4 separate regions of the Sus scrofa genome follow, and all the other regions are linked to region 1. The links are chromatin contacts, called in public Hi-C and HiChIP or PLAC-seq maps. All regions are on one chromosome and are shown on one strand. The core of a region is the stretch at or near the end of the contact, and the rest is flanking DNA. Distances in the headings are between cores, read along the strand shown. Region 1 holds the start of BAP1 (ubiquitin carboxyl-terminal hydrolase BAP1). Region 2 holds the start of POC1A (POC1 centriolar protein homolog A). Region 3 holds the start of TWF2 (twinfilin-2). Region 4 holds the start of WDR82 (WD repeat-containing protein 82).

Region 1 (2,558 bases), core at 17-2,516:
TGAGTGAATCAGGTCACTCCAGGAACACACACTCCGCATCCATGTCCTCAGAGCACAGCTGGAGAACATGAACATCTTTAGGGACCACTATTCTGCACAAACTAGTTACTCCTCAGGCAACTAGCTGTTCAGAAAACTAAGGCTCCATCTCCTCTTCTAATCCACGAGTGCCACTTGCATTGGTAAATGATATTTGATGGCTTCTTACTCAACAAAAGCCCTTAGACAGACTGGAAGAGGAGAAAGAAGGGTGTGCACTAGGGGATCCACTTGGCTATTGTGCAAGTCCCAGTAAGTGGGGGAGTCCCGCACATCTAGCAATAGAAATAAAACCTTGAAACTTCAGTTCTTTGCATCGCTGGACAAGACGTTCCTTGAATGGGATTCTGAGCACACTGGTAGTTACAGGAAGACGCAACAATCTTCAAAGCGTGTGATGAGAGACGTTGCAGATGCTGGCTTCCACAAGCTGCTCAGTCCGAGGTTTGCTACCGAGCGGATGCTCCCTTGAAACGGTGACCAAATTGTTTCACTGGCTAAGTGCTGGGTAAAAGCTTGTTGAAAAAATTAAAAATAAATAAGCGTGTTCGGCCCCGCCGCCGCAAGAATAAACAATGGTTTATTTGGAAAATACGTATCGGTGTGGCCACAAGCGGCCCCCGGAGGTAACAGCCGGAGAAGGGGCTCAAGGAGCATCCCATAGATGCCGGACCAGGCTCATGTCGCGCCTGCCGGGCGGCTGGTACGGGGCCGGGCCGGAGGTCGCCTCCGCCGCTTGCTCCTCACGGTAGCACACCGCCTGCAGCTACCGGCCGGGGCCGCTCGCCCAGCTGTCGCCGAGGGAGCCGCTGTCCTGGAGCTTTATTCGTTGTCACAAGCCGTGGTTGCTACCTCACGGGCGGCCGCCCCGCGCGGTGACTGCGCCGGCGAAGGGGGCGAGCGCGCAAACGAGAGCCGGGTCACGCGGACTGTAACCCAGGGAAACTGCGTTCACGGGGACCACCGCTGCACTGACCGTTGGCAAGGAAGGATCGCTAACGGCCGCGAGCTAACGGCCGCGCGCCCGCCCCTCCCCGCCCCTGCTTCTCGCGCCACCGGCGTACCCACTCCGCCCCCTCCGCTCGGCCCCGCCCCATCTCGCCCCGCCTTTTCCTCGCGCGCCTCTGGTACTCAACACCGCCCTCGCTCCTCCCCTTCCTCTTGCCCCACCCTCCCGCGCAAGCGCCGGCGTCTGGAGTCGAAATCGCGGAAGACGAGCTCAGAAGCGGGGTGGAGACCGTCGCGCCGTGGTGACGTATGCCGCCGGCGCGGGCGGGTGACGCGGCAGGGCCCGTTGTCTGTGTGGGGGGCTAGGAGCCCCGGGGGCGGCGGGGGGCTCCCGGCGGGGGCGGCAGTGGGTCGGGGGGCCTGGACATGGCGCTGAGGGGCCGCCCCGCGGGAAGATGAATAAGGGCTGGCTGGAGCTGGAGAGCGACCCTGGTGAGGAGGGGACTGGGCAGGCCGGGAGCTGGGGAGGCCGGGTGGGTCCGGGATGCGCCTTTCTGACTACCACCCGCTCTTCTTGTCGCTCCACCCAGGCCTCTTCACCCTCCTGGTGGAAGATTTTGGTAAGAGCCTCTCCTACCCGCCAGTTCTGGGCTGTGGGGGCCCACTCCTGCGCCCTTGCTCCATAGCCAGGGGCTGCCCTTCCCCACTTATTTTCTTCCCTGATCGCAGGTGTCAAAGGGGTGCAGGTGGAGGAGATCTATGACCTTCAGAGCAAATGCCAGGGGTGAGTGGCTTGGCGCCAGGGCCGCCCCTTACACCCCAAGGGCTAGGGAGGGGCCCGGGAGAGAGTGCGCCTCAAGGAAGGGAGTACCAGTAGCCCCAGTTTGTAAAATCTCATATAAGGAAGCATCCCTCCTCTTTGGGTGTCCTCCTGATGAAGCCAGTACTGTATTTTTGTTTCCCCCAGTTTTCCCTCAGTACTTCCCTTTGGATGGTAGCCTCTTTCCCCCAGTTCAATTCCTAACGTCTTTTGGAATAAATTTAGTTGCTCTTTTGACTTTCCTGCCAGAAACCCCACTCACTTGACCTAGGTCATATGTTGCCTTTTTGTGCAGCTGTAATTTATTACTGCTTTAATGTGCTCGTGTGCCAGTGGTTTTAATCTCCACATAGGGGTCTCGTCTAGATTGGCTGGTGTGTGACATCTGACAAGGCATCTTTCTGGGTGACCATCTTCAGGGTCTTGTCTTGGTGGTCCTGTAGAATAGAGGTGTGGAGGAACAGCTACAGTGACTAAACGGAGAAGTCTGCTTTTATTTCGCAGGAAAGAAGGGACTGATACGGGTTTTCATTTACTTCCCTGACAGCACTGGGACTTGGGCCCTGGGCTTCACAAGTGTGAATCAGTGTTTAAATTCCTCATCACATTTTTTTGTTCTAGCCTTACCATCTGTTGCCACCTGGTCCTGGGCCATTGGTTCCAGTTTTTCTTTTCTTATCCCAGAACTGTATACTTTATAAGGATACTGGATGGACTCCTGGAGCACCACAGCCAGAAGCTGATACTTGAC
Region 2 (2,558 bases), core at 37-2,536, 250 kb after region 1:
TTACAGTGAAGATGGATTAAATGTATCTATTTCTTGTGTCTGGCCCTAGACCTTCCAGGTCCAAAGAAGAGGCTCACCCCTCTACATGCTAGGTCCCTCCACTGCCAGTCTCTGAGTTCACTCAACGGGGCTCTGGTTTGCTGGTTCAGGGACATCATCTTAGGTCTCAGTATGTAGTGAGAAACCTAAGGGCCTGGCCAGATCTTAGTAGCCAATCTAGCCTGGGTAGGTGATGGAAGGATCCCAAATCTTGCAAAAATGTCCAGTTCAGATCAGATCCAGGTTGGGAAGATGCCCAGAGTTAGGCAGGATAGAAGAAAGGTGGAGGGACAGCAGAAAAGTGAGCAAGGATGGCCTCTGGTGGCCAGACCTCTGGATTGTCTCCTCTTTTAAACACACACATAATTTACATGTAGTTTACAAGAGGCTTCTCAGGAGAAGAGAGAGCCAGGCTGCCTTCACCCTTTCCTATATTACTAATGTGGAAACAGGGCCTCGGAGCAGTGTTATTTTTCCTGAGGTCATACAGCCAATCAAGGCAAGAACTGGGAATAGAACCCAGGCCTCTCCACTCCATGGATGTGATTCCGAGTTATTTGTGTTCTTTTATTTTTATTTTTTGTTCCTTAGGGCCGCATTTGCATCATATGGATGTTCCCAGGCTGGGGGGTTTAATAGGAGCTACAGCTGCCGGCCTACACCTCAGCCACAGACATAGGAAGCGAGCAGCATCTGGAGCCCATACCACAGCTCAGGGCAAAGCCAGATCCTTAACCCACTGAGCAAGGCCAGGGATCGACCCCACAACCCCATGCATGGTTCCTAGTCGGATTCGTTTCCACTGCGCCACGGGGGAACTCGATTTGTGTTCTTTTAAATCGACACTTGTTTTAAGCGCGTTCAGAGGAGTGAACCACTTAAAGAATTCCCAAAGAGTGAATAACTGGCTGTAAATGGGGTACTGAGAGAAAAGCCGGCCATCCGAGCGCTTTAAGAGGACACAGACACGGCGCTCTCTTGCGGCAGAGGGTTAAGGATCCTGCGTAGACACTGCAGCGGCTTGGGTCGCTGTTGTGGCCTTGTTCTATCCCTGGCCCAAAAACTTCCAAGTGCCAGGCGCCGCGCCCACGGGAAAAAAAAAAGAAAAAAAAAAAAAAGGACGCAGATACAATGAGCCAAGTACCTCCATCTCCGGGATCCTAAAAGGTTCTCTTTCGTTGGTTAATCAGGCCTTAGGGCATCTTGGGAAATGTAGTCCCACCTTCCTCCCGACAGGAGGATGCGGGAATCGAGGAACTGCATTTCCCAGAAGGCTGTGTTCGCCTTAGCCTTAACCGGACTACCCGTCGGCGGGGCGAACACTTCATCCTGGGCTTTTTAATTTCTCAGGGGGAATGAGCGACGGTGGACACAGGCCTTTAGCGACGCCGTCCGTAGGCTGCCTGGCTTGGTGGTGCTGGACGCGGAGACAGTGGACTCGGTCAACTCTCCTTCCGGTCCCGGGTGCAAAAAGCCGAGGCGCCCAGTCTCCTTTAATTGCGGTGGGCGGGGCGGGGCCAAGCGACCCGCGTTGCTATTGGCGGCGGTTGGGGGCGCGGAAACTGAACGCGCCTCAACGGCAGCCGCTGCTTCCTCCGGCGCCTTGGGCGCTCCCAGCCCCGCCATGGCATCGCCCTACCCGGTAAGTTCCTGCCAGCGGCTGCCGCCCGGGCCTTAGTCTCCCCACGAGGACAGTGGGCGCCTGGCCGGGCGCAGGGCTCCGTGCGGTCCTCTCCTGCCCTAGTTTACAGTCTGTGCAGGGTGCGATGGGTCGGGGCATCTAGCGAACGCCTCCTGCGAGCCAGGCCCTGTGCCGGTTGCCAGGGCTAACGAACCAGTCTCTATTCTTAGGATTTGTATCTCCGCGGAGGAGACATTAGTACTGCCCGACTGGGACGTCTGACCTGGGATCAGCGCCGGGCCTGTGTGGCTTCAGTCTTGTTTTCCTGAGCAGTGGGTAGCTGAATGGGGGCTTGTTGAGGGTGCACCCTGTTACGACGTGTGGGAACAGCAGGCCCCAGGATGCCCAGGACGGCCTAGGCCTGCGGTGTAACTTGAACCAGGATGCCCTCTCGGAGGCCAGAGGGGAGCACTCCGAAGCCCCTGTTTTTGAGAGGTTGTTTTGAACCTCAACCTGCTTGGTCCTCTGGCTTGGGTTGAGAGTCAAGGTGGCTGGATGGTGGCCTGTTGGCTTCCTTAGGAACCAGGCCTTTTGAACCCTAATTTGATGTTCTTTCCCCTACCCCAAAATATAAACCCCTTTGGGGGAGACGAGGAACCAGCAAGTTGCAGGAATGGAAGAGAGGGTGTTGGAAGATTTCATGGGTCCCCTGGTTAAGGGTGGATCTGAACTTGCCTCTAGAGATGGGCACTATGTTACCTTTGTTTTTCCAAGAAGCTCAGGTGGAGCAGTTACTGCTCTGTTCTGGGCCCACCTGTTGTGCTTTTCCCTCTCTTGTTGAAAGGATTCTGGCAGGTGTGTTGGGGTGGAGCTGGGCATGGGGCCATGGGAGCCTTTG
Region 3 (2,558 bases), core at 41-2,540, 180 kb after region 1:
GTCTGTAACCTACACCACAGCTCACAGAAATGCCAGATCCTTAACCCACTGAGCGAGGCCAGGAAGTGAACCTGCAACCTCATGGTTCCTAGTCAGATTCATTTCCACTGCGCCACGATGGGAACTTCTAATTTGGAAAATATTACTGAACACCTACTAATCCTGGGCACTGTTCTAGCTGCTGGAGATACAGCAGGGGTAAAAACTTAAACTGGTGGAGGGAAGACAATAAACAAATAAGCGAGTAAATATATGTGCCAGGCAGGGATAAAAACAAAGAGAATGATGCAGAGTGGGGCCAACCAGGTAGGAGGGAGGACTTTGCAATTAAGGTAGTCGTGTAATTTATCCAGTGATGGACATTAGAATAGAGAACATAACCTTATTAGTTTTAGTTAATGTGTTTTCTTGGTTAATTCCTATTTCCAAGGAATTTTTTTTTTTCAGGGCCGCACCCATGGCGCAGGCATATGGAGGTTCCCAGGCTAGGGGTCTTAATGGAGCTACAGCTGCTGGCCTACACCACAGCCACAGCAACGCCACATCCGAGCCGCGTCTGGGACCTACACCACAGCTCACAGAAATGCCGAATCCTTAACCCACTGAGTGAGGCCAGGGATCAAACCTGCAACCTCATGGTTCCTAGTTGGATTCGTTTCTCCTGCGTCGCGAAGGGAATTCTGCAGTCTCCTCTTTTCAGAAGACTTTCCCCACCCCTCTGCCAGGCTTTCCTCCAGGTTTCCACTCAAATTTCACCTCCTCCTAACGGCCCCTTACCCTCTGCACAGGGCACTCGCCACCACAGACACTGTTCATTTGCGGGCTGTCTAGCAGAAAGTCAGTTTGGGCTCCCACCGTCAGGACGGGGCCTTCAGGCGCGTCGCCTCCAGGTGCCCAGGGCCACAGGAGCCGCCCAAGAAACGTCTCCAAGGAAAGAGATGTCACACAAACACACGGGTGCCCATTCACACACAGAAAAACCCCTTCCCCGCTTCAAGGCCACGCCAGGATGCTACCCATCTGCAAACCCACCTGGCCCCTGACCGGGACTCAGGCTTGCGCGCGCTCATATGGATACGCCCCAGCCACAGACCACTCGGATCCGGGTGTACTGACACACACGTGCATGCGCCCACACATGCTAGGCGGTACGCAGATCGCATTCTCCGCCAGAAACAAGGCAAGCGCAAGCGCGCGGAAACACCACTCAAAGCTCCTCCCTGGGCCCACCTGGAGCCAGGCGCCTACTGCACGCACGCGCGGCCTCGAGTCCCGGCCTCGCCCGTCGGAGGCGGGGCGCTCTGGGGGCGGGTCCTGCGGCACCGCCCGGGAAGCTGCGCGAGGCTGGGAGGCTACCGCCACATCCTCCTCCTCCTTCTCCTCCTCCCGGTCCAGACGAGCCGAGCTGGGTCGTGGCCGAGCCGAGGGCTCTGAGGGCGCAGGCGGAGCGGGGCACGGAGCCATGGCGCACCAGACCGGCATCCACGGTGAGGGCAGATGGCGGACGGACGGGGGGCCGAGGGAGAGTCTGAGGCTGCGCCCCCTCCTGGGCTCCCGGCCCCTGTTTCCGATCCGGCACCAGCCTAGGGAAGCTTCCTGTTCTCTTGCAGCCGTGGGTCGCCTGGGGTGGGCAAATCTTAGTGGGGTGCGGACTTACTGGGCATAGTTGGGGGTGAAGGTATCTCTGTTCCCATCCGGGGGTGGATGTGCCTGTGTGTGCCTATCTATGTATTTTTGTCCCTTTCTGGGAGTGGGTGTACCCGGATGTGCACATCTGAGGGAGTGAGCACGCATGTGCACTTGTATGTACGGACCTGTGTGCACATCTGGATATGACTGCTTGTGTACATCTAGGGTCATTCGTGCACATACAGCAATGTCTTGATTGGACACTGTTGCATGGAACCATCTTTAGACATCAGTGTTTCGTGACTGTATGCACATGTCTGTGGGAGTCTGTGTGTGTGTGTGCACGCACAATTTGAGTGCATCTCAGTGTTCATTTGTTACCATGGATGGGTGTTTGGTTTGTACTGCTTTATGTCTGTGTGAGAAGGGAGCCCCGACCTTTGGCTCCTCCCAGGACCCTCACAAACCAGCCTGGGAAAAACTAAATGGGATGTGGAGAGTCACCAATCTGACCTTGACCTCTGATCTCCTGAGTCTGCCCCAGCTGGTATTGGAAGGTCCCAGCTCCAGGCTGGAGGTAGGAAAGAGGCTCCTGACCCTAGAGATTCCAGGCCAGGTCCTCCTTCAGCCCAGAGCATCAGCCTCCTCTCCCAAATGGCTTGGTTTCCTCCTTATACAGGATGGGAAAGAAGCAATGACCAGGGGCCAGGTGTTCTGACCCTACCCAGGCCTCAATGTCCCCCTGTGTCACTGACCTGGGAGGGCTACCTGGCCTGTGGGGAAGGCCCAGGCTGCTTACCCAGGTAGCCCAGTGGTTTGGCCTTCAGCCATTCCTCCTACCACGCCAGGATCCTCTGCCTGGGGCCATCATCATCGACCAGCCTGACCACCTGGTCTGCTTGCGGTTGTGGCCGCTTGGTGGCTGGCCC
Region 4 (2,558 bases), core at 28-2,527, 140 kb after region 1:
AATATGGAAAAATGTATAAGATGCAATACTAGAGCTGGAGGGAGAACGAATTGTTGCATCTATAGCTTATGTTGATATATGAATGAGGAGGATATTGAGAGAATTTAAAACTGTCTTGTTGAATGAGAAGATACTTTTCCATTTTTAAAAAGTTATTTGTAATTGATGCTACAAGTTTTTAAAACTTAAAGATGACTGTTTATAAAAATGTGTGTAGCTGAACACTTAAAATTAGTTCATTTAACCCACTTATAACGATTTAAAGGTTTTTAAAGAAGGTTTGAAGAAAAGTCCTGGGTGATGATCACATTAATGTATAGCCAAATGAAAAAAAAATTCAGCCAAATGAAAAAAATTCATCCACAAAATTTATGCAGTCTAGGAGTTCCCGTCGTGGTGCAGCGGAAACGAATCCGACTAGGAACCATGCGGGTTCGATCCCTGGCCTTGCTCATTGGGTTAAGGATCCGATATTGCCGCGAGCTCTGGTGTAGGTCACAGACTCAGCTTGGATCTGGCATTGCTGTGGCTGTGGCGTAGGCCGGAGGCTACAGCTCTGATTAGACCCGTAGCCTGGGAACCTCCATTGGCATGGGTGTGGCCCTAAAAGGACAAAAGACAAAAGACAAAAAAAAAAAAAAAAAATTATGCAGTCTACCGTGTAGTACACCTCAATTTAAAAAGAACGGGAGTTCCCCTCGTGGCTCAGTGGTTGACTAATCCGACTACGAACCATGAGGTTGCTGGTTCAATCCCTGGCCTCTCTCAGTGGAGTAAGGATCCCACAATGCCCTGAGCTATAGTGTAGGTCACAGAGTGGCTCGCATCTGGTGTTGCTGTAGCTGTGGTGCAGGCCGGGAGCTGTAGCTCTGATTCAACCCCTAGCCTGGGACCTTCCATACGCCCCGGGTGTGGCCCTAAAAAGACAAAAAAAAACAAAAAACCAAAAACCCACGAAAACAAGAACAAGCCTCCTGGGGGATAGCCCAAGGGGCAGTATTTGCTCTCACTCGCCCTTTGGTGGGGGAGGCCTACAGGGGGCGCCCCAGTGTCGGCGGCGGGTTGCGATTCAGCACAAAGGCTCTTGCCTCACGGGCACCAGAGACCTTGGGGCTCCGGTGGGAAGGACTTGGGAGTCCCCACCCATCCCGCCCAGCAGCAGTTCCGGGAACCGTCGCCTCCGGCCACCCCGCCACCCAGCCACCCAGCCACACCACTCTCTCTGCCGGCCGCGCTGACGTCACCGCCTCGCCTCGCGCCGCCGTTCTCGCCCCGCCCCCTTTCCCGTCTTGCGCCGCGGTGAGGCTCCTCGCCCTCGGCTTCTGCCTGTCGCCCCAAGATGGCGGACACAATGAGCCGGTGCCGCGCTTGTTGGTCCTGAGGTGATTGTGAGGGGGAACGGTCGGCAAGGCTCCACAGTTCAGACAGAAGAGTGTTGCCCGAGAAGGCGGAGGAAGAGGAGTAGGTGGCCCGACTGTCGCCCGCACTCCCTCTGGCCGCCAGCGCAGCGCCGGTCCTGCCCCGGTCGGCCCCTCGGCAGCCCGCCCGCCCGCCGGGCCCCGCCCCGGCCTTGCGCCGCCGCCTCTAGCAGCCGCCGCCATGAAGCTGACCGACAGCGTGTTGCGGAGCTTCCGCGTCGCCAAGGTGTTCCGCGAGAACTCGGACAAGATTAACTGCTTCGACTTCAGCCCTAACGGCGAGACAGTCATCTCGAGCAGCGACGACGACTCCATCGTGCTCTATGACTGCCAGGAGGGCAAGTGAGTGCGGCGGTGGCCTTGGGCTCGGGTCTGAGTCCCTCCCGCCATCCCCGTCTAGGCCCAGTGCTAGTCCGGAGGCCCGCCCTCCGCCCGGCCCCCTGCCTGTTTTGCACACGCTCCTGCCAGGACCGCGTCCACTCCGAAACTGTCCAGGAGACCTTTTTCTTTCTTTAGAAAATAAGGATAGCAATAATAATAATAATAATCGTATTTATTTTCCCCGCCCCCGACCTTCTCAGCGAGCGCTTTTGCAGCGCTGGCCGAACCCCACCTTGACCTTGACCTTTAAACGCCCGGTCCGCCCACCGCGGCCTCAGCTGGTAGCTTTTCCGCCCCTCCGACTCCCTCGAAGGTGCCGGTTTGCTGTGGCCCCCGCGCGGAACTGCAGAGGTTGCTCTGCTGCCTCATTCAGCAGCGGCAGCTCCCTCTCTCTGCCCTTTCCATGGTGACCTCGATTCAGGCCTGGCACTCCGCCCATCCCCTGCCCCTCAGCTTCCCGCCGCCTTTCTGCCTGAAGGCCGCGTGGGTTGCAGTTGTTAGCTGTCAGGATTTATTTGTTGTGCCTCTTTGGGCCCTCTTTCTTTTCCTTTCTGTTCCAAATAGTTCTCTTACTCCCTCAGTGCCGAAGCCTACGTTTATAGTTAACTTTTTAACAACATCTGAAACTTTTCCTTTTTGCCAGACACGTACAAACTTGGCGGTCCAGTCCTGACCTGAATGTGAACCTCCCAGTAGAACAAAGAAAGCATCGTCTAACAATTTCATGTTTCCTCTTAACACTTTCTTTTAAAGTTACAC

Evidence for each region. Hi-C and Micro-C count contacts between places; a contact is called where the count stands out from the background. HiChIP or PLAC-seq counts read pairs in DNA pulled down with a chosen protein or histone mark.
Region 2: a Hi-C map of liver shows a contact between it and region 1, with 5 times the contacts expected there. The contact joins the promoter of POC1A here to the promoter of BAP1 in region 1. A contact is called at or near these places in 1 of 5 promoter capture datasets (liver), 2 of 47 Hi-C or Micro-C datasets (both in liver) and 1 of 2 datasets of contacts at active chromatin or transcription factors (alveolar macrophages).
Region 3: a contact with region 1 is called in an H3K27ac HiChIP or PLAC-seq map of alveolar macrophages. The contact joins the promoter of TWF2 here to the promoter of BAP1 in region 1. A contact is called at or near these places in 3 of 5 promoter capture datasets (fetal liver, fetal skeletal muscle and skeletal muscle) and 2 of 2 datasets of contacts at active chromatin or transcription factors (alveolar macrophages and skeletal muscle).
Region 4: a contact with region 1 is called in an H3K27ac HiChIP or PLAC-seq map of alveolar macrophages. The contact joins the promoter of WDR82 here to the promoter of BAP1 in region 1. A contact is called at or near these places in 2 of 5 promoter capture datasets (fetal liver and fetal skeletal muscle) and 1 of 2 datasets of contacts at active chromatin or transcription factors (alveolar macrophages).

Annotation. Positions count from the first base shown.
Region 1 is chr13:34,552,246-34,554,803 of Sscrofa11.1, reverse strand. BAP1 (ubiquitin carboxyl-terminal hydrolase BAP1) reads left to right here and starts at 1,266. Exons shown (of 16, transcript XM_005669632.3): 1 at 1,266-1,479; 2 at 1,578-1,607; 3 at 1,717-1,771. The coding sequence starts at 1,763. It overlaps PHF7 (PHD finger protein 7), which reads right to left and starts at 986. Exons shown (of 11, transcript XM_001928213.4): 1 at 334-986.
Region 2 is chr13:34,306,824-34,309,381 of Sscrofa11.1, reverse strand. It overlaps POC1A (POC1 centriolar protein homolog A), which reads left to right and starts at 1,286. Exons shown (of 11, transcript XM_021068878.1): 1 at 1,286-1,681.
Region 3 is chr13:34,369,729-34,372,286 of Sscrofa11.1, reverse strand. It overlaps TWF2 (twinfilin-2), which reads left to right and starts at 1,290. Exons shown (of 9, transcript XM_013981767.2): 1 at 1,290-1,487. The coding sequence starts at 1,463. It also overlaps a transcript of TLR9 not described here.
Region 4 is chr13:34,410,909-34,413,466 of Sscrofa11.1, reverse strand. It overlaps WDR82 (WD repeat-containing protein 82), which reads left to right and starts at 1,277. Exons shown (of 9, transcript XM_003132249.5): 1 at 1,277-1,760. The coding sequence starts at 1,600.